3 separate regions of the Mus musculus genome follow, and regions 2 and 3 are each linked to region 1. A link is a contact called in public Hi-C and HiChIP or PLAC-seq data. All regions are on one chromosome and are shown on one strand. The core of a region is the stretch at or near the end of the contact, and the rest is flanking DNA. Distances in the headings are between cores, read along the strand shown.

Evidence for each region. Hi-C and Micro-C count contacts between places; a contact is called where the count stands out from the background. HiChIP or PLAC-seq counts read pairs in DNA pulled down with a chosen protein or histone mark.
Region 2: an H3K27ac HiChIP or PLAC-seq map of VIP interneurons shows a contact between it and region 1, with 11 times the contacts expected there. The contact joins two enhancer-like sites. A contact is called at or near these places in 4 of 115 datasets of contacts at active chromatin or transcription factors (VIP interneurons, embryonic basal ganglia and embryonic stem cells) and 1 of 9 other capture datasets (macrophages).
Region 3: a contact with region 1 is called in a Hi-C map of cortical neurons, with 2.0 times the contacts expected there. The contact joins two enhancer-like sites. A contact is called at or near these places in 1 of 15 datasets of contacts at CTCF or cohesin (the NIH/3T3 cell line), 2 of 484 Hi-C or Micro-C datasets (cortical neurons and nephron progenitors), 3 of 115 datasets of contacts at active chromatin or transcription factors (embryonic basal ganglia, embryonic stem cells and stem cell-derived neural progenitor cells) and 1 of 9 other capture datasets (embryonic stem cells).

The regions. Positions count from the first base shown.
Region 1 is chr1:38,198,887-38,202,130 of GRCm38.p6, reverse strand. The region is part of intron 15 of Aff3 (AF4/FMR2 family, member 3); the gene reads left to right. Among named protein-coding and RNA genes, the nearest start is that of Gm16150, 19 kb to the left of the region's middle. Within about 2 kb of position 1,705, at least 40 of the 459 cell types and tissues checked have an H3K27ac peak or open chromatin away from gene starts, as enhancers often do. A contact at or near this core is called in VIP interneurons and cortical neurons, where this site is marked.
Region 2 is chr1:38,814,801-38,818,044 of GRCm38.p6, reverse strand. Lonrf2 (LON peptidase N-terminal domain and ring finger 2) reads left to right here. Exons shown (of 12, transcript NM_001029878.2): 4 at 1,925-2,080. Among named protein-coding and RNA genes, the nearest start is that of Lonrf2, 20 kb to the left of the region's middle. Within about 2 kb of position 1,539, at least 22 of the 459 cell types and tissues checked have an H3K27ac peak or open chromatin away from gene starts, as enhancers often do. A contact at or near this core is called in VIP interneurons, where this site is marked.
Region 3 is chr1:38,729,147-38,732,390 of GRCm38.p6, reverse strand. No RefSeq gene overlaps it. Among named protein-coding and RNA genes, the nearest start is that of Gm34596, 100 kb to the right of the region's middle. Within about 2 kb of position 1,795, at least 15 of the 459 cell types and tissues checked have an H3K27ac peak or open chromatin away from gene starts, as enhancers often do. A contact at or near this core is called in cortical neurons, where this site is marked.

The sequences.
Region 1 (3,244 bases), core at 456-2,955:
GCCCAATATGTGAAGTTTCTAGAACTTTTTATGAGTGGAAATGTTTCTCGTTATATTCCTTGTCTGTACCAGTGAAGAGGCTGAGCCTGTTGGCAGGCCGTGTAGCTCTGGCTGTTGCCTGTGCTGGGACTGTTTGTTCTCTTAGGGATATGGTAGAATGAAATGGAAAAGCACTCTTCCACACCCCCCTGCATGGAGAGGAGTGTCCACTTACCCCCAAATGATTTGCAATCTCTGTTAGAAAAATAAACACACAACAGAAACAGCCACTGGCCTAAGAAAGCTGTGGGAAGAGTCTAAAAACTCGAAAGGCCAAGAACCAACATTGTCTCTCCCTTTAAGCCATGAAAATAGCTGTCCCTCGAGAGACCAAAGTCACCTAACATGCAAAATGTCTTACACACCCAGCTGCTATATACAAAGCACCTACTATGTGCCAGGTACAGGCAACAGCCAGGATATACTGATGAGTTCATTCTGTTATTCTCCAGAGTCAGAGGAGAGAAGCCCATGGTGGACCAATACAACCACCACTACTGTGACTATGGTCACACCTGCTCCTCTTCCCGCCCCTTCTCTTCCCTCTTAGTTCCTTATCTTAGTTCCCATCAGCTTTTCCTCTTCTTCCCCCTTCATGTGTACTCCCACATCCCCCGTTCTTCCTTCCCTTCTGTCATAATTAGTTCTAACTTGACACATCTGGGAAGAGGAAACCTCAGTTAAGCAACTGTCTCCATAAGAAATGGCCTGAGGCTATGTTTATGGGGCGTTCTCTTGAGTGTCCGTTGGTGTAGGAGCCCAGCCCACTATGGGCAGTACCATCCCTAGGCGAGTGATGCAAATAAACCCTTCCTGCCCTCCCCTTTCCCATTGGATTTTTTCCTCCTCTTTTCCTTCCCTCCTCTCACTTCCTTTTCCTCCTCTCTCACTTCCTTTTCTTCCTCTTTTACCTGACATTTTCTGCCCTGGCAGCTTCCTGGTCAAGAAGGTCCTCAGCCCCTTCCACTTTCTTTGGCTTATCTTCACTGGGGCATCAATGGGGCCTGAGATGAACAGAAAAGCTGCCAGGAGAAGAAAGGGAGGGTGCCAGATCATTAGGGCAGAGCCACTGAGAAGCTGATAGGAAACAACTAGAAAGATCCAAAAAGTAACAGGTGCCACACTCTGGCTTAGTTAGTTTGTTTCATTCCTTGATTTAGTTATTTACTTTGCAACCCAGTCACATCTTCCCCTCTCCCTCTCCTCTGGGTCCTGGCTCTCACCAGACCTCCTCCACCCTTCTCCCCTTCTCCACAGAGGGGGACGACTCCCCTGCACATAGCTTTTTTTAAAAAAGGAAATTCATCCTTTTGTATTATAAATACTGTTAATGGTTGAATAAACATACAATTCAGACAACTGAAGCCACCAGGCTGTCAAGAATGGGTGCTGAATAAATATAGCTGACTTATAAATACCTTTCCCAGGGGAGGGCCTGGATCTTTCCATCTTTCTTTCTTTTCCCATAAACTTGCATGAAAGAGCGCTTAGATTCATGCCTTCCACACCTCACTTCCTATGTTTCTTACCAATTAAGCAGCAGTTAGTGCTCTGAGGATGCAAATGAACTGAAGGGGTTAGCTCTTATTTTAGAACCTGAATCAAGGTCGGCTTGCTCTTGGTAAGCTGCAGGCGCAGACTAGCAGCAGTCTGACAGCCCCTCCTCCCCTGACATTCCACAAAAGCATGAAAAGCAGGGACAATTACTACTCCACAGCCTCAGGAGGAAGGTGGAAAACAGACTTTTCTTTGAAAAGACAGGATCCGAGAATTTATATCAAGGAGCGGCGGTGCTTGGTTCAACCCGCAGCTTAGATGCTGGTCTTATTAGTGCAAAGCAGCGAGCTGTGTATTATTTGGTGTTGTAATTAGTGACAGGGAGCTTTGGCCGGGGAGAATTGAGAGAGATATGGCATGGGAAGCCTCAGTCCAGAAATACTGAATTCATGGAGCTACATGGTGAAAGGCTTGGCTAGGAATGAAGCCCGGCTCCTGCCAGCCGTATTGCTGTGTTAGAAGCCAGTGGGGCTGGAGGCCAGCACTGCCTGCTGCTCTCTGAAGGATGTACTGTCCTCTGCCCGTATTTCCATGGAAGAGGCGGTCACGACCAGAGCACCCAGCCCATCTACCAAATGTCCCATCTGTCCCCATGATGCCAGGAGCAGAAGCAGAGCTAGCTATCCCTCCTGAGCTGAATGAGGGCTCCCTGGAACACGCAGTACTGAAGGCCGTGAGCATGGTAAGTGTGAATGGCAGGAAGGGACTGGGGCTTACCATGTGTAAGGTAATTACATGGCGCACTCTCCTAGCTAAAAGGATTTTAATTTTATAGAGGAAGGGAAGATTCCTGCATATGAGAGGGTGAATCTCCCACAGCATGACTTAATCAAAGGAAACAAGTAGAATGTCTGCATAGGCCCTATTGTCATAGGCAGGGCACTCTGGGGACCTTTCCACAGCACTGCTGTCCTGAGGGAGACCTTGCTGCAGCAAAGCTGGACCCCACCTTTTTGTTCTTAGGGAACTGTTTCCATTGCATATTCAGGTTGGGTCCCTACTTTATTCTGATGGATGGAAAAACAGAAAGGTCGGATGGAAGGAAAAGGATACATCCTTCTCTTACTGAAACCTTCAGGCCCTGCTAAAATCGATTGCTGAAACATCCAACGCAGAGAAGAACAGCAGTGAGATGGATGGTTTTCCATCTCAATAAAAGTTGCTTAAATGATTCAAACCTTGCCTGCCTTAGCCAGCACAGCCTGAGAAAGGTACTCTGAGTGGTGTCAGAAACGCATGCGGCGTAGGGTGCTTCCCCTCTGGAGACACCAAGTTCCAAGCTCCTTAGGATTCCAGTCAGTATCCATCAAAGAACAAAGCTGCGTAGGGATCTTTACTGCTTAAACACTGTCTAGCTGCTTCAACAGGGTGTGTGCAGACAGCAACACCTGGGAGCCCCAGTCTCCTAACATCCCCCACCAACAGTGATGACTGGAAGGGAGCAGGCGGGAGAACACTTGCCTGGCGTGCAGGAAGCTGAGTTTGTCACCCAGCTCTGTAAAGCTAGCACTACAAACAGCTTGTGTGTGAAAAGGAAACATTCAACCTCTTGCACCATCGGCCTTCTTTTGGAACAAGCACCTGAAAGCCAAGGACACAGTTAGGGCATGCCAAATGATACAGGGGGTATCGCAAGAAAGAGAAATCT
Region 2 (3,244 bases), core at 290-2,789, 620 kb before region 1:
CAACCTCCCCCTTGGGTATCACATTTGACATGTGGCTTTGTGTCATGGGGGGGATCCCTTGCTGTAAGAGCAGCAAACATGATTTCAAATGCCTGTGACGGTGTAATGAACAGCACAGTAATAATAATAGGCTCCCCATTTGATAACTCCTAATTGAGTATGCAGCAGTGCATCTGATGAGGCAGTGCACACACAGCCCAGATGTGATGAGAGATTGGCAGGAGAATCACGATGCAATACAAGGCTGTGGAGATGGAGCATTGATCCTAGCTAGGGCTTGTGAAGGACCCAGTAAGAGGCATTGAGACATGTGTACAGTTCACTCCACAGACTTCCCCTGTGACGTGCAGCAGAGCTTTATCAGTGTGGTGCACACATACACCATTGCATCCTACTTAGTGTAGGACTCCATCCATCCATCCTTGCCAAATGCCTAGACAGTACTCATGGCCTTTATGTAGCATTTCCAGTGACTGGGGGCTTTTGTTTACCTTCAGTGTCTCCTGTGTTAGCATGGTTTCACTGAAGCAGCTACCAATACGTCTACACTATAATTTCTGCTGACTAGTACATTTTCTTTTGTGGCGCTTTAAAACACAAGTCGGTTTTCCCCTCCACACTTGTGAGAGAGAAACCGCCTTAGATCCTTAAGAACGACTTTATTTCTGGAACGTTTTCCTTGCAGAAGAGGGTTTCTGCGGTCTCCTCCCTGTGAGCTTTCTCGTTTACCCTCTGGCTTCATCATCTACATCTGGCTGCCACACGTTGAAGTTTTCCACCCCTGTGTTCACGTTGGGAAATTCGCTTGCATCTTACCCATAAGACCATACCCTCTGATCTTGTTAGAAATGTAGTCAGCTGAAATAAATAGGCATGATTTGTCTAAAGCAGAACTTCCTGGGAAGATACCATTTCTTCTTGTGCTGGTGTCTGCTGCTCTGCGCTGCAGTCAGGTTTCTGGCCTCTGTGGCAGCTTGTGCCAGTAATGTCACATGGCTGAGCTCCTCCATCATGTTCACCATACCTACAGAGCTCTTCCTCTGAAAGTGTGTCTCTCCCAGCTGACCCTCGCCCCGCTGCTGTGAGAGTCAGAGCAAACTCAAATGGAGCACGGATGCTCAGGTCCCAGGATTTTGTAGATTCTTGTCTGCCTGGTACTGCTTACCATGTGATGTTTCTCCCCTCCGGCATTCTCTGGCTGATGGACATGCCTTATCACGGAATTAACATTAGTCCACTGATATGCCTGAAATGCAATCCTGTCCCCCACAGCTCTGCTGAAGCCGTAGCAGAGCCATGCCGTGACTGACATCCCGACCAGTCTTCACTGCTTGAAATTACAGAGGCTGTTTACCACCGTGCTCCATGTTCACAGTGCAGCATGAAGAGCAAAGAAAGAGATTTTAAAAACAGAGCTTGTCTACGTTTTTTCCTGTGCTGTTCACTACTCTTCATTTGCATCAATCCCTTGGGTTCAGCTGAGCCTGCAAGGCTTGGCAGCCAGAATACCTAGCTGGCCTCCCTTCCCCGGTTGATTATGGTGTATAAATCTTAAGCCTGAGTTCTGGCCTGTTACCAGATGCTCCCTGGCCCATAAACAGAGCAGCACTCTAGAAATTCCCAGTCCTGTGGGTAATGACATCTTGGATTTAATCTGAGATCCCTGCAGACTCTGCAGCCTTCAACCTTGACACTTTGGGGTTTGATGCAGCTCATAGGAACCAGATAGAAGACAGACGTGATGCTCATATTCGGTAGGACAGATGGAAAGGGATTGGAATGCAGTGTTAGTAATATACTGTCTGTGGTTTCAAAATGTTTACAATTTGCATTGGCTTCTGTTGACTGAACCATTAAAATGTGTTAGAGACCTTTTCCTCCAGGGTATTTGACCATGTGTTTTCTGTTTTTGAAATTTTTATAGGTAATATGTGAGGTGTTCTTTTCAACTTCAGAAAGTGAGCACCAAACCTCAACATCTTCCACTGAAACTGGACCAGAGGCCCTGTGTGAAGGCCAGACGAATCCCCAGTATCCTCTGGAAGAAGCAGGCGGTCACGCTAATGCAGACAATCCTAAGGTGTGGAGTGCATGTGTCTGCCACTGGGTTGCATGTCATGGCCTCCCATGGGCTACATGTGACTAGTTAAAACTTGTAAGTGAAGTCATTGGAACTAATGGGACAGTGATGGAAATTCTGGAGCCCCTCCAAACATCTCCATACATTTCAGAACATCTACAGAACATCAGGAGACCTGATATTATTTCATCTTAGAGAAAAGAAAGCAGAGATTGGTCTAAATGTATGATATATAACTTATACACTGATGCATATGCTACCGATGTGAAGATTGCTCTTCCCAGCAATAAGTTATCTTGTGGTTTACCATGAAAGGTGTAAAGCATTTCTGATTAGCCAGTAGAAAAAGCCAATCTTGTGAAGAGCACAGCCCCTGTTTTCTTCCTCAGAGATCTGTTTTGTGCATGCAGAGACTAGGGGTAAACACTGGGTGTCGTCTTCTGTTGTTTACACTTCATTTTTGAGATAGGATTTCTTTTTTTTTATTATTAGATATTTTCTTTATATACATTTCAAATGCTATCCCAAAAGTTCCTTATACCCTCCCCCCGCCCTGCTCCCCTACCCACCCACTTCTTGGCCCTGGCATTCCCTGTACTGGGGCATATAAAGTTTGCAATACCAAGGGCCTCTCTTCCCAGTGATGGCCAACTAGGCCATCTTCTGCTACATATGCAGCTAGAGACAAAAGCTCTGGGGGTACTGATTAGTTCATATTGTTGTTCCACCTATAGGGTTGCAGACCCCTTCAGCTCCTTGGGTGCTTTCTCTAGCTTCTCTATTGGGGACCCTATGTTCCATCTTATAGATGGCTGTGAGCATCCACTTCTGTATTTGCCAGGCACTGGCATAGCCTCATACGAGACAGCTATACCAGGGTTCCTTTAGCAAAATCTTGCTGGCATATGCAATAGTGTCTGGGTTTGGTGGCTGATTATGGGATGGATCCTCAGGTGGGGTAGTCTCTGGATAGCCCATCCTTTCGTCTTAGCTCCAAATTTTGTCTCTGTAACTCCTTTCAACTCCTTTCATGGGTATTTTGTTCCCTATTCTAAGGAGGAATGAAGTATCCACCCATTGGTCTTCCCTCTTCTTGATTTTCTTGGGGTTTGCAAATTGTATCTTGGGTGTTTCTGGGCTAATATCCACATATCAGTGAGTGTA
Region 3 (3,244 bases), core at 546-3,045, 530 kb before region 1:
ATAGCTTACAGCTATAGGACTAAACTCTATCCAGAAAGACAGATTTTTCTCCAGTCAAGCCTCAGATGAAACCTTGACCCTGGCTGATAACTTGACTCCAGCTTTATGCAACCCTAAGTAGAGAGCTCAGCTAGGCATGGCCTACATCATACAAGCTCCAGGAGACTAGATAGATCATTTAAGCTGTTGGATTTGTAGTCGCCCTAGGAGCTGTCTTCAAATGTATCTTGTATGGTAATGTCCTTATCTGTGAGAGATGTATTCCGAAGTTCATAGGAAATTGTTATACCTACATTTTGTCCTGAATAGACTCAGCAAAAATAAAACTTTATAATGTACTTAAAGAGATAGAAAGTCTATGTGACAAATTTTTAGAGCCTAGATAAAGAATATGTAGGAGCGATTACTCTGAAATGTTGAGAACAAAGCCCCGTTTCCAGATCACGTGATGTTCTATTGTCTGGAACACTATCACTACCCATACCTATGTGCCACAGTTACAGAAACACCAAAAGATGAGGAATCCGTCTCCCGCTTCCAGCATCTCCCCATGGATGATCCTCAAGTCTGATGTCAGAATAACTAACATGATCACAGGGTTTGGTTCTTAATTTCTCATGTGTGCTGCCTCTCTTCATTTAAAGGGGGAGGGCAATGTACTTTTATTTTATTTTATTTTTTGGTTTTTCGAGACAGGGTTTCTCTGTGTAACCCTGGCTGTCGTGGAACTCACTCTGTAGACCAGGCTGGCCTCGAATTCAGAAATCCACCTGCCTCTGCCTCCCAAGTGCTGGGATTAAAGGCATACGCCACCATTGCCTGGCCAGCAACGTACTTTCAACATACCATTTCCTATGCTTTCTTGGAATTCAGAGGGAAGTTCACCTTTTTCCTAGTCTATCTTTTAAAATGTGGAATTTGCACTTGGCTGTTCATGCCCCTGAGTCATTTGTACTAGTGTGTGGTGGGTCCAAAAGTCAGGTGGGCGTGCTGGGGAGGCTGGAGCAGTGCTGGGGAGGATGGAGCAGTCCGTTGTCTGCAGCGTTTTCCAGGAGAAGCGTGTGCTCATTGTTTTGAAATGCATGATTCATATAAAAAGTGAATTAGGTTTTAGAGGAACCAGGCCACTGGATTCAACGGCCTGTAATTATGGTGAAGATTTGGACGACCTATTAGCATAAATCCCCCAAAGAATGTCATCTAAGAGATGTGCTTTGGACAGTCCCCAAACCTTAACCAGGGTATTATGCAAATTTTGCCTTGAGGACTGTGGAGCCATTCTAATATTGAAGTCATGTTGACAGGATGATGGGTACTGGATAAACCACGGAGGTGTCACAGTCCACAGGAGAAGCCCTTTGTTGATGGGACGAGGTCTGCGGCTCTTACAGAGGACCTACCGTCCTTCCCTGAATGACATCTTGGGAAGGGAAGGTCCAGGCAGCCAAGTGGTCCAGATTTGGCACAAATGAGATGGCCTGTGCCTTGTGTGAGTCTGGCCTGTTTTCCCATGAGGAAAATGAGGCTTGCAGAGTCTGGGCCGTCTCTGTGACGTAGAGCTCGGCAGCAGTCTGTTGTGTGTTCTGCACTGTGCAGACTGCATAGCATTTCGTGATGCTGGACCCCTGAGACCCTGGAAAGTAGGTATTGGCCTCTCCACCTATTTGTGAGCCAAAAGCCAGCAGTGTTTTTATCATGGAAATAATTCTTTTCCAACACTTGGGTTCCCTGATAACACCTTGGAAGGTTCTTCCTTTCTGTTCCTGAACAGATGATGGCATTGTGGTGCCTCTATAGGAAACAAAGAGCCTGCAGCATCTTCCGTTCTTTGCTGGACTCAGACACTGAGGGAGAGCCTAAGGTTTGGAGTGCTGCTTTTTCCGTCCTAGATGAAACCGATGCATGGTGTAATCTCCCTGTTTCCTAAAAGAGAGATAACTGAAATCTTGCATTTAAACTAAAAAGTGTTCCCTCCTCATTGAAATTCAGACCTGAGCTCCTTCGAAGCCTCCTACCAGCCAATCCACCCCAAGCTCCTTCTGGAATTCTAGAAGCAGCCATCTCTGGAGAGAAGTTTTCCATCTGTCTCCTTATGAGACTAAGCTGTTAGTGAGGTTTCGTTACATCTGCCGTTTTATGTTAAGCTGTGATTTCCCCCCTTCTTTGCTGGATATCAAGAATTCAGTAGGGCTAGTATAAAAATAGGATTGGCACCTACTGCTGCACACTGACTCTCTTGACAGCAGTGTATTCTGGAGGAGGCTTATACTGACTCCCAAACTGTTTCCATGCTAAGCTTGTCCTGAATATTGGCTGTTGTTATTGATGCTAACGCTATCTTTTGTCAGATCGTGCATGCATGTGTGTGTGTGTGCGTGCTCATGTGCATGCACATATACATGTGTGGTATGTGTGCACAAGTGTGTGCTTGTGCACATGTATGTGTGCATGTGTGCTTGCTTAAAGGCAAAACTAGGAAACGTGTTTGAGTCCTGTACATGCATGTTGGGCTTGGGTGTTTATTCCTCAAGGGAGGAAGGTGACAGCAGAGAACTTGTCCTGTCACTTCACTGTGGCCGTGTGCTCAGGGCAGAGCTTCGGTTTCTGGCTAGGTAAAATTTGACAGGTTGTTATTTAAAACAAAAGGACACATAAACAAAGTAGCAGACAAAACAGCTGCTGTTCAATACTATGCCCTCCTGGTCCTCTGGGACAAGTGCTGTAGAGTTCATGCCGGGTTAACCAGAGTGAAACTTATCAGGCTCAAGTGGGGAGGAGAGCTGGGCTTCCCAGCTGACTTCCCTGTCTCCTGGGCTGGGCTTCTGCTCACTAATATTTTGGGGTGTGGGGGGGCAGGAGGCGAATCCTGGCATTCTGTCCTAGTGAGACCACAGCTAAGGACAGCACCCATGGAGCAGGAGGATAAGCTGGACATGCAAGTGACAGCCAGGATGCTCTGTGGCTGGGCACAGCACCAAAGCCCTGCACTGCCATTCCTGTAGTTAGCTAATCTTGTTTTATGGTCTCCTGTGCAGGAGCCTGGGCAGTCACATCCTGGTGTCCGAAGGGCTGGTAATGTCACCCAGAGGGACGCTTCTGCCAAGGCAGCAGGTCTTGGTCTTTCCCTCTCTTCTTTTTCAGAAATATCCGCCAGACACAGAGAGGGAACGATCAGTGTCTCTTACATAGTAATTAAAGTATCACTTTTGACAATGAAACTGGATTATCCCTCAAAACCCTTGCT